3 separate regions of the Mus musculus genome follow, and regions 2 and 3 are each linked to region 1. A link is a contact called in public HiChIP or PLAC-seq and promoter capture Hi-C data. All regions are on one chromosome and are shown on one strand. Each heading gives the region's core, a stretch centred on a gene start, on an enhancer-like site or on the middle of the called end of the contact. The rest is flanking DNA. Distances are from core to core; before and after follow the strand shown. Region 1 holds the start of Btn1a1 (butyrophilin, subfamily 1, member A1). Region 2 holds the start of Pom121l2 (POM121 membrane glycoprotein-like 2 (rat)). Region 3 holds the start of Zkscan8 (zinc finger with KRAB and SCAN domains 8).

Region 1 (3,685 bases), core at 1,112-3,611:
CATGGTCTAGCGGTTAGGATTCCTGGTTTTCACCCAGGCGGCCCGGGTTCGACTCCCGGTGTGGGAAACTCATTGTTTTACGAATGATCCTAGTACTTGATAAAGGACTTCAAAGTGTTCTTAAAGCTGTAGAGTTTGAGACACTATGTCAGCTCCTTTCTTAACGGAGCAAGGAAAATACCTAAATAAATGAGAAAGGCAATATGTGTATTATACACAGTAGTCTAAGGTGTAGGAATTTCTTTATAAGCACATGATGTTTTATCATTAACAAAGCATTTTTCACTTATCTAGTTCCTTGTTGCAAATTCTTGCTGGATTTAGCTTTCTGGTTTCACAGTAGGAAAAACTGAGTGGGAGATTTGCTTGATTTGGATCACTAACAGGGAGGGAAATTAGAGCTCAATGTATTCTTTCCTTATGATCTCAGACAGGGAGAAGAAGACAACATGAGTAATATGAGTAAAACCATTTTGGAGGTGGATAAAGAACTTTAGCAACGGACCACACTCTGTTAGGGTGTCAATCCTTAGGCATTAAACCACGAAGCTGTTCAGAGCATCTAAGATGCTCACCACAACCTTACGTAAACGTGAAAATACGTTTGGATTTGGAGAATGAACACGATGATTCTCCCCAAAGTGAGAGTCTCCGCGCGGAGTGACGAGGCGACACATCCCGTCTGTACCCACCAGCCACTTTGAGGTATACGGCGGCCTCCTCGAAGTCGTCGTTGTCTTTGAAAAGGCACCGGTACTCCCCCTGGTCTGAGACCCTGACATCTCGGATCAGCAGAGTAGCGCGGCCGTCTAGAAGCCCGGCTGTCGCCAGCGTCGCCCTCCCGCGGTACTCCGTCATCTGCTGGCCCTCCTGCTCCTGGCCATCCCGGTATAGAAGTACCGCTGTCGACCTCGTCTGTCGAAACCACAGCAGCTCCATGTATTCTGAGCTCGCGTTTGGGGAAAAGCCACAGGTCAGCTCGGCATCTGAGCCCACTAGGGCCAACACTGGCTCCTGAGGTGCGGTCACATCGAAGGGAGCTGCTGTAATAAACAAGGTCAGATAGGACGATGGGTTGGGATGGAGGACCTACCGGCCAGTCTCCTTGTAAAGAAAGGAACTCGGGGTGGCTGCTATTTCTTTTCTTCTGTTTATTTTTCAGACTGGATCTCATAAATCCCAAGGTGGCCTCCAGCTCACTATGTAGCCTTGAGCTCCTTGCCCTCAATTCTCAAGTGCGATCATTACAGGGGTGCACCACCACCACACTTAGCGTTCCAATTCCTTTGATTTAAAGGAAAAACAACTAGGCGCTCCCTACGTAACCCTGGATGCTCTGGCTATCTCTATGTAGACCAGGCAGGTTTTGACCTCAGAAAAATCTGCCTGGGCCCACCTGGTGCTGCAATTGCAGGTGTGTATTACCTCCCGCAGTGGGTTTCCTTTGAACTCACTGGATTGTGGTGAAGGTCCCCCCACCAGGAGCCAAACCGGGTCAGAGGTATTTATTTATAGGGACCTTCCAACTTTGCGAGAAAGAGAAGGCTAGAACAGAAACTTACCCGAATCCAGCGTGGGCAGCTGTAGGACAGTGAGGGTGAGCAGACAGACCAGGAGGCAGGAGTTGGTGGGAACTGCCATCTCTGAGCTAACTGGGGCAATGAAGCCCGCCAAGAGCTTCAGGCTGGGAGAGAAACAGTCAGGAGGTAACTATGGGTTCCGCAAGCGCCCTGTTCTCCACCAGTTTCTTCCAACCTGGAGGGCTCTGTATTTCCCCTACAGGGTCATTTTCAGTCCATTTTACAACAGCGCCTGCCCCATACCCTTCCTCTGTACGTCTGGTCCTCCAGCCCTCGACTGCCTCCAGAATGGAGCCGCGAGGCACAGTTGTAGATAATGAAGAAATCTCCTCATTTACAATAACAATAAAACAATAAAGTAAAATCGAATCGAGTGGGATACTTTGTTATTCGTGTTTAGAAGTGATAATGAAGATAAAGCCACGGAGGTAGAAATGGAGAACATGAAATGAAACGAAGGAGGAGAGAAAGACAAGGTGTGTTTCTCAACTGTAAGCCCAGCAGCTCTCAGGAGGGTGATCTCTGGGAGTTACACCGTGAGGTACATACAGTCTTGACAAAGTCTGAGAGAGAGGGGAGAGGCAGAGCTGAAGAGCTTGAGGAACAGAAAGCCTAGTACAGAGAAGAGACAAAGAGAGCTGAGCTGAGAGTGAAGCACCTACCGATTTCGACAGACCCAGAGGAAAAGGGAGCCAGAGCCACAGTGATCAAGTGAAAAGGGCTGCTTGTCACCCCGGGGCCAAAGAGAGAGCTCTTCAGAAGGAAGAAGGCTGTGTGCTGTTAGAGAAGCCTGCCCACAGGTGGCCAAGTGTATTTATTCGGGGTGGGGGGAGGAGCAGCCTTTTAAACATGTGGACTACAGATTAGTGGTCAGGTAGTTTGGGTTCATCCTCCTCCCCTAAGAGAACGATATATGCATTAAAGAGCTGTACCGAATATAGGGAATGGGGACAAAAAGAAAGAAGACTTGAGCAACTGAAATGAGTCATGAGGCCATCAGCCTGTGAATTTAACTCTGTGGCTTCAGTTCTTTTAACCCAAGTTCATGGGGGGGGAGGGGGGGGCGCAGGCGGGGGTCATTGTAAGTTTAAGGCCAGTCTGGGCTTCATAGCAAGATCCAGACTTGCAAGAGCTACATATGGAGAACAAAACAAAAGAGAGTGGGGTGTTTGTTACTTTTAAGAAAAAGACTAATGTTACTAATACCTTGTTTGAATTATGCCAAGTTGGAAAAGTATTAGACACAAACAGTATTGGAAACAAAACAGGCAAGAGAATAGGAGCCCAGAAAGTAAATTACTTTGTCATTACATCTGTGAATAGCTAAAGAGTGAGTCCACAATGGCTGCAGCTCTCCCTCCCTGATCTTTTCCATGAGACACCTTCAGGAATGTGGGTGTGGGTGGCAGGAGTCCACTGGATGTCCACCTTCAAGGTATAACTGCACAAGGACCTGGCGCTTCACCCTGCCATCAGTCATGAGATCAGCAATTTCTTATTTGGTTTTGAATTTTCATTTATTACTGAAAAAATGCAAAGATAAAGAAAAAAAACAGTTTTATCAATGATTGTTTCTATGCTGTACATAAATATAAAATAAAATTTAAGAACAATATATATCAGTTCATAGTGATAAGTTCATAGTAAGTTTTCCTGCATAGTTCATAGCATAGCTAATACGCATATATTTGCGAAGATTATGAGATTTCTAGTTCTTTTTCTAGTATAAAGACTGCACTTCGGGGGGAGGGTATGGAGGACTTTTGGGATAGCATTGGAAATGTAAATGAGGAAATTACCTAATTAAAAAAAAAAAAAAAAAGAATGCACTTGGCATTTGGTAGAAGGTCCATCTAGCATTCATGAAGCCCTGAGTTAGATCCCAGCACTGCTTAAAATCAGGCATAGTGGCTCCTCTAAGCTACTTGTGACTTTGCTAGGCACTATACATGGTATCCTTCGATAGCTCAGTTGGTAGAGCGGAGGACTGTAGGAGTATTCGACCTGGAAATCCTTAGGTCGCTGGTTCGAATCCGGCTCGAAGGAGGTCTGTTTTTGTAACTCAGATAGATCGATCTACCATGTCTGTTTGTTTTACTAGCCTG
Region 2 (3,359 bases), core at 211-2,710, 1.5 Mb before region 1:
GGCTCTCATGACTTCAACTCTTTCCTGGCCATTGTTGTTCAGTTTGGTTCTTTTAAGACAGGTCGATAAAAAATCCCAATAGTCAATTTTTACTACTTAAAAAATAACAACAATTGGGCAATGGTGCACACCTTTTATCCCAGCACTCAGAAGGCAGAGGTAGGTAGGTCTCTGTGAGTTCAAGGCCAGCCTGGTCAACATAGAGTGAGTTCTAGGACATCCAGGGCTACATAGAGAAACTCTGTCTCAAAAACAAAACAAAACAAAACAACCAAAAACCAAAACCAAAACCAAACCAAACCAACCAAACAAAAACAAAACAAAAGATAACAACAATAGCACACAAATCATTATACTGTTACCTTTCTGTCCTCTCCTTTATTCTTCCTTCTGCCCCAGTCTTAAGCAACCAGCAATCATTCCTGTGGATTTGCAAACTCTGTTTTGTTACATGTGTGGTGAACTCCCACAATTGAATGATTTTCTCAGCATACATTGTAAACGTATGTCCCATTCAGTCATCCTCACTCAAATTTTAGTTCACCTCCTTCCCCAGTTTCTCTATGCAACCACCTCCTGGGGACACTTAATAGCTGGATACAGCCCTATTTATTCCTACCCTCCTTACATGCTAGGGGCATCTCAGTGTGAACTTCTAGAACTGTTTCACATTTGTAGATAGATGCTCTATTGTTGAGACATAGAAGTTTCTACTTTCTATATTTCCTGAATGTCTTACAGTAGCTCTGTGTATGTGTGGGGTACTTTCGTGTGCTCATGGAGAGTCTCTCCACCTTACTTAAAATTTTAAAAATTACATTTCGTGTATACAGTGTGTATGTATACACAGTATGTATGTATATACAGTGTGTATGTATACACACACACACACACACACACACACACACACACACACACGCTATTGCTATATTGTGTATTTGGAGCTCAGCGGACAGCTTATGGGAGTTAGCTCACTCCTTCCACCAAGTGCATGCTCAGACTTGGCCATCTTGCTTGTCAATACTGTTTTGAGAAAGTGCTTGGTTAGCTACTTGTTTTGTTTTGGGTGAAATGTAAGATTCTAGCTCATGGCCAGGCAGAGTTCTTTGATACTTTGGTCCACTGGCCAGCATAGGGGTGTAGAGTGAAACTTTCTGTATCCCCCTAAGAAGTCAGTTTTACCTTCAACTTCTATCAACTTGTTTAACACACTAATTCTGCAAGTGAATAGAGGTTTGGTCGGGAAGAGGAGCTCCAAGTGTCTTCTAAATAGACCCTTTCCCGCCAGGGTGCAAGGTTACAAATCCTGACTTTATCCCCTGAAGGTATGATGCTGGGTTTGGCCATGAGGAGGCTCTGATAGAACTCACAGACATTACCTCAGCTGGCTGCTGCCTTTCCCATTGACAAGTCACAATGCCCTATAGCCTGCCTAAACAGTTCCATCTTCCTCTGGTCCTGTGCCCTCTCGAGCACACCCACTCGTTCCCTCGTACGTTCACTCGTACGATGAAGGGATTCAAATCACCCAGAGTCGCTTCCAGCTCAGAGTTTGGGGAACTGGGACGCGCACCAATGCGCATCCAGGTCCAAGGCCGGGTCCTGCCTGGATGCTAGACACCGAGCCCCCATGAGCTCTGCCAGTGTGGTGCTCAGACCGCAGATCCCAGAGCGGGCTGACGTGGTTGCCGTGGCCCGCGTGTCGCCAGCTCCCCAGTTCCCTCGCGCTTTTCTGGCGCTCGTGGCCCAACCGTCACTCGAGCAGCGGATGCTTGGATTCGGCCGCCTCCGCCGAGGTTGAAACGGGGCTAGAAGTCACCGCCCGTCCGCGCCTCTCAGCATGGGCAGCTACCTGGGCAAAGCGGGGTCCTCGCCGCGGTCCCCAGCACAGGGGCGCGCAGACTCAGGGGAGAAGCCTGCGAGCCGCCGACCCGCTAGGCCCCTCTACCAGGTCCACCGGGTGCAGCATGTCCACCGCGCCCAGCCCGCTCGGAGACACAGGCCGGCCCGGAGGCCGCCCAACTGGGATCCCGCCAACCCTACCGCTTTCGTCAGTGAGGCCTGGAGGCGCTTCCCCATGAAGAGGCCACAGAACCCCATCATGGGCTCTCTTCCTTCAGACTGGTGGGAAAGTTACCTGAAGCGTAATATTTGGTCCCTTCGTCACCCTCGGGCCACATGGAGTCCGGTGACAGTCAAGATCTCGCCTCCTGAGCGGAGACCACGGCCCTTGTTCCCGGTCTCAAGAGTGGTGAACTCCGCGGGACCTTCAGAGGAGCCACCAGGGCCCTGTGGAAAGGACCCGGTGCTGAGGGCCCTCCTCCAGTGCAGGAAGGGCAGAGCCAGGTGGGAAGAGCCACTGTTCCCGGACACCTCCGACAGCCAAAGGCATTCGGCCTCCGTATGGTCCGCCTTTAAGCCCCTGTTGAAAAGTGGGGCCACTGTTTCGTTTGTGGCCAGGCCTGGGTCTCTGAAAAGGAGACCCCATGTCCAGAGCTCAGATGATAAATGTAAGAGATCCGGTTGCTTCTCTGGGGCCCTTGTGGCCAGCATACATACCCAAGGCCCCCCCAGCACAAAAAGAAATGCTATTACCAGTTCTTACAGTTCTTCTAGAGAGCTCTCAGGATCTTGGAAGAGACATTTTCTCAGGACATTAGTCCAGACTCCAGAATGGCCATTGAAAAAAGCAGGAGAGAGTCCTAATTCTCACCTCTCAGTCACACCCAGCAGCTCTGGACAGCTAAATGGAGAGATTCCTCTACTGCAGTCTGGCCCTAGGGACCTGCTAACTATACCTTGCCAGCAAGGTCCTGTTGTCACTGAAGAGGACCCAACATTAGAGGGGCAAGCTGTGCCGAGCAACCAAACCACAGAAGCTACAACCGGGACAGCCGGAGACTCCATTCCAGAGATGAGGGCTGGAATTCAGCCTACCTTGTCTCTCAGTCGGTCGTCTTCTGAGAGAGTTCTTAGCACCCACGTGAACCCTCAGCTGGAAAGCTTGAAGAATATGCCTGCCCCACTCGGGTGCTCACAGTTAGAGCACATCCAAGGCATCTCTTCAGACTCAAATCCCTCAATTGCTTCCACCCAGGCGTCTCCAAGCTCTCCCACAACACCAGTCACTGATTCCACCTGGCTATCTTCAATCCCTCGGGCTCACAGGTCTGCTGTGCCCCCACACTCATCTGTCATTAACCCCACAGCACCCACCACACAAAGCACTTTGGTTGGGGTGGTGAGTAACCCAATTCTCCATCTTCCTGCATCTGTACTTCCCGTGGAGACGTCTTCTCACTTAGCATTAAGACCTATTTGGGGGCCTGTTCACAGTACTGAGGTTAGAACTGCCTCAT
Region 3 (3,674 bases), core at 1,078-3,577, 1.9 Mb before region 1:
TTTTTGATCCATATATTAGAATAAGCTTATTGATTCCCAATAATGCTAGAATTGAACTTGTGTTGAATCTATATCTCAGTTTAGAAATACTATCTTAACAGTATTGATATCACATTATGAATGACATCTTAACAAGGGTTCTTCAGTCCATGAATGTTATCTTTTCATTTAAGTCTTCTTGGACTACTTTCATTGTTGGCCAAATTATTTATTTTCCTTATTCTCGATATCTACACACACTACTTTTCTCACAATGGTACATTATTGGTTGTAAAAACGTTTTGCTCTCTTAATTTCATACTCATCAAAATTTTATCTTGATAGAATTAAAGAACATTAGAGCGCTATATTTACAACACAACATAGAATGTGTCTAGATTTGTTTTAAGAGTAGAGGCTCCAGGTCCAAAGAGCTCACTTTGATGTCCCTGTTTCTTTGTGGGGAATACATACACTAATGGTTTCTGTTCTTGTTTATATATATATCCCTTGCTAAGGCTGCAGTGGTGACTTCTCCTTGACTTTGGTTAAGCTTCTCATCATTCATGTTACTGTCTTCAAAAAAGATGCTTATAAATGTACCCTATTTGCAGACTGTAGATAGATATAATCAAATTAACATGAAGTTATAACTGAAATAAGATAGGTCCTCAATCCAATATGACTGGTGTACTGTTAAAAAGACACGGGGCTCTGAGGGACCGTTCAGGAGATAAAGGTGCCCACTGCTGAGCCTGACAACCCGAGTTTACTTTCCCAGAACCCACAAGGTGGAAGGAGAAGACAGACTCCTGCAATTGTCCTCTGACCTCCACTACGGTACTGTGGCATGAGTGGACCTTACCTATCCTCCCCAAACAAAACAAAATTCTCTAAGGTTGTTTTCAAACTGGTGATTTCCCAACCCTAGTACAGCATGCAATTAATTACGGGCATGCACCAACATACATGGCCATTTCATTCTCCTCTCTAATAATTTTGTGCATACACATTGCAGTGTTGGAAAGTACCTACAGAGAAACACTGATCCCTACACACCATCCTTGAAGAACATCTGGTCAGGATGATTGCCTTATGAACGGAAAGGCAACAATCTTAGGCTTATTCGGGATCGAAAATGTTAAAGCCTTGAAAACTAAGGAAGGCACAACTCAAATACTGGCTTCTCAAGAGATGCAGGAGATGTACTTTCCTTTCTGATTAATTAAACTTGAGAGATGTCTGAGAACCGAATACAAACCAGGAATGATAATCTCCAGGTTTTAGAGATTAAGAAGAAGTAGATGAAACAAACATGCTTTGTAGTTATCTGAAATGGCATTCATTCATTTTGTTTGTTTGTTTTGGAGATTTTAAAAGTTATTTTAATAAGGCTTGAGCATGAGGGTTAGGAGAAAGGCACTCAGGAGAGGGCCAGACGCACAAGCGTGGCTATGGGCTTCTCAAGGAAGTTGCTTTGATGAATGCTTTTAAGACTGACATTTTTATATTTAACCACAAGGAACTCAAAACGTGCACATTCACTAAAATGATGATTGCTGCATAGCAATACTTAAGTGAATCGGACAAATAGAAGTATGTGGTCAAGTGGTGGTCAACGTCTTAGAAATCCAACAGAGATTACTCATGAATGACCCGAGTTTTGGGAATGGGAACCTACCGAATTTTCAAGATTCTATTTCAGTTAGCTTTAATAAACTAGGTAAGCAAAGTATTCTGAATAAGGTTTAATTTTGTTACCCCAGAATTACTTAAAGTATTTCTTTTGCATACAACTGTTCAGCCATTACATGAACTACTTTCATAATATACTTCTTTTATGGGTAGAAAAAAAAAAAAAAGAGTAACAAAAAAAAAAAAAATCAAAGATTTCCACGTGGGGTAGAGGCTTCAAAAGAAAAAAATTATTATCTTTAAAAATGAATTTTGAGACCGATCGGCAAAACTGCTGAGTAGAAACAGTTGGTACACGGGCCGGCTTTACAAGTAAGAGCGAGTGCAAAATTATATACATGATGACTGGCGATGAGGAGAGCCATCCCGTAGGAAGTTGGGGCCGGGTGTCGGCCTGCTCAGCGGCGGCAGGCCCTGAACCGACCCGCTCCCCGCTCTCGGGCCTCCGCTGCCCGAGCGCCCCTGCTCGGCCCAGCGCACTCACCGAGAGCTCCCCACGCTGCCCGAGGGCGGGAGGCGGCACAGCGCGGACAGGGAAGCGCGCGAGGAGACGCGACGGACACCGAACCCGAGCGGGACCCCTGCAGCCGCTAAGTTCCAAACCCTTGGAGCCGCAGAGCCGGGCAGCACGCATCTTGCCCCACAGCCACTTCCGGAAGCTCTCTAGGAAGCTCGGAGGTCTGACAGCTCTATGGTAGGCCAGCAAAAGGACCGAGCGCCCTCAGCTACACCAGGTGGAGGGCGGCTATGCGGGACATCCTGAGGAGTGACATAGCTTTAAGTCACCTAAGCTTTTGTCTGGCCAGCCTCGGGCTTCAGGTGACAAGTTTAAGAGTTGGGTGGCTGATCACAGATCCAGAGGCCTGCGCTGGGCTCAGGAGTATACTTAACGGATTTCTCTTTATTCTTCTTAGTTACCTTGTGCTTTCCCATTAATGCTTCATGATTACTCCAAATTCCCAACTTTCACTGCGTATTGAAGAATTTAAACCTTTGTAGTTCCTAGGAACAGTAGTATATTTATAAAGTTCCTACTGACCATTGCTTTCTCTTTGACTATGAGTGTTCTCATCCTCCAGATACTTATGGTTGGAAACAACAAAACGTCTACAAAATAACCAGACCCCTAACTTAAAATTTAAATAGAAAATTGGTGGAAAACAATGAACATTGGTTTACTTTTTAATGTCAAAGACAACTTTTATCTGTTTCAACTTGTTGAGATAGAGTTGGTGAATCTCATTCTCATCTCGAGGAAATGAGGCAGAGGACATGTGAATGTCTTACCTAGTGTCATATAAACGAATGGACAAGCAAAGAACTAGAACAGAAGGGAGAAGTCATATTCAGCCAGGAATTGCCAAGCTTGGGTCACAAGTGAACACAATAGACAGGGTTACATTTTGTTGTTTTGCTAGTTTAGATCAAGTCTCTCTGTAGCCCTAGCTGGCCGCAGGGCAAACTTCCTGCCTCACCTTCCCAAGTGTTGGGATTAAAAGCATAAATCAAGTGATTATAAATTTGGGATTATAAAATTGGTATTATAAATGTAAGTCAATACAAATAGGTTAAAGCCTTCTGAAGTTGATTCCTCTTTCAAAACAACTAAATTAGAAATAAAAGAATATTTGACTCATATTCTTTGATTCAAGTTTTTAAATGATGATTGAAGTTTTGCCCACATTATGGGCACTCGTGGTCTCTAAGGTAGATTCTGTCTATTAATCCTGAGCACTAAGTAATTTTTGGTACTGTTCTCTTTTTAGTAGAACTAATTTACTCTATAAATTCTCTGATACCTAGTTAGAGCCTAACTTATACAGGCTTTCCACACTTTATGTACCCATAGGGTTTTAGCCTATATGGATTCTCTGATGTTTAATAACACCTCTGTGCCCACTGAGATCTTTCCCATACTCTATGTTTATAGGACTTCAGTGTGTGTTCTATAATTTCCAACAAGATGTTCTTGTTGAATGAAGGTTTTTCTGCATTTATTA

What was found. HiChIP or PLAC-seq counts read pairs in DNA pulled down with a chosen protein or histone mark. Capture Hi-C pulls out chosen DNA fragments and counts their contacts.
Region 2: an H3K4me3 HiChIP or PLAC-seq map of stem cell-derived neural progenitor cells shows a contact between it and region 1, with 9 times the contacts expected there. The contact joins the promoter of Pom121l2 here to the promoter of Btn1a1 in region 1. A contact is called at or near these places in 4 of 39 promoter capture datasets (hematopoietic stem and progenitor cells, hippocampal neurons and liver), 2 of 484 Hi-C or Micro-C datasets (bone marrow-derived macrophages and uterus), 14 of 115 datasets of contacts at active chromatin or transcription factors (the 230-238 cell line, T-cell acute lymphoblastic leukemia, bone marrow-derived macrophages and 6 more) and 3 of 9 other capture datasets (adipose tissue, liver and macrophages).
Region 3: a contact with region 1 is called in a promoter capture Hi-C map of pancreatic islet, with 5 times the contacts expected there. The contact joins the promoter of Zkscan8 here to the promoter of Btn1a1 in region 1. A contact is called at or near these places in 5 of 39 promoter capture datasets (the 3T3-L1 cell line, the HPC-7 cell line, cranial neural crest and 1 more) and 3 of 9 other capture datasets (liver, macrophages and pancreatic islet).

What each region holds. Positions count from the first base shown.
Region 1 is chr13:23,463,540-23,467,224 of GRCm38.p6, forward strand. Btn1a1 (butyrophilin, subfamily 1, member A1) reads right to left here and starts at 2,362. Exons shown (of 8, transcript NM_013483.3): 1 at 2,243-2,362; 2 at 1,563-1,684; 3 at 693-1,043. The coding sequence starts at 1,641. Gm52036 (a long non-coding RNA gene) reads left to right here and starts at 885. Exons shown (of 2, transcript XR_003950563.1): 1 at 885-1,057; 2 at 1,163-1,949. n-TYgta8 (a tRNA gene) reads left to right here and starts at 3,537; the gene lies at 3,537-3,626. It overlaps n-TEttc5 (a tRNA gene), which reads left to right; the gene lies at 1-67.
Region 2 is chr13:21,979,721-21,983,079 of GRCm38.p6, forward strand. It overlaps Pom121l2 (POM121 membrane glycoprotein-like 2 (rat)), which reads left to right and starts at 1,461. Exons shown (of 1, transcript NM_001162928.1): 1 at 1,461-3,359. The coding sequence starts at 1,841.
Region 3 is chr13:21,528,787-21,532,460 of GRCm38.p6, forward strand. Zkscan8 (zinc finger with KRAB and SCAN domains 8) reads right to left here and starts at 2,328. Exons shown (of 6, transcript NM_139141.4): 1 at 2,159-2,328. Gm32724 (a long non-coding RNA gene) reads left to right here and starts at 2,283. Exons shown (of 5, transcript XR_001780870.1): 1 at 2,283-2,368.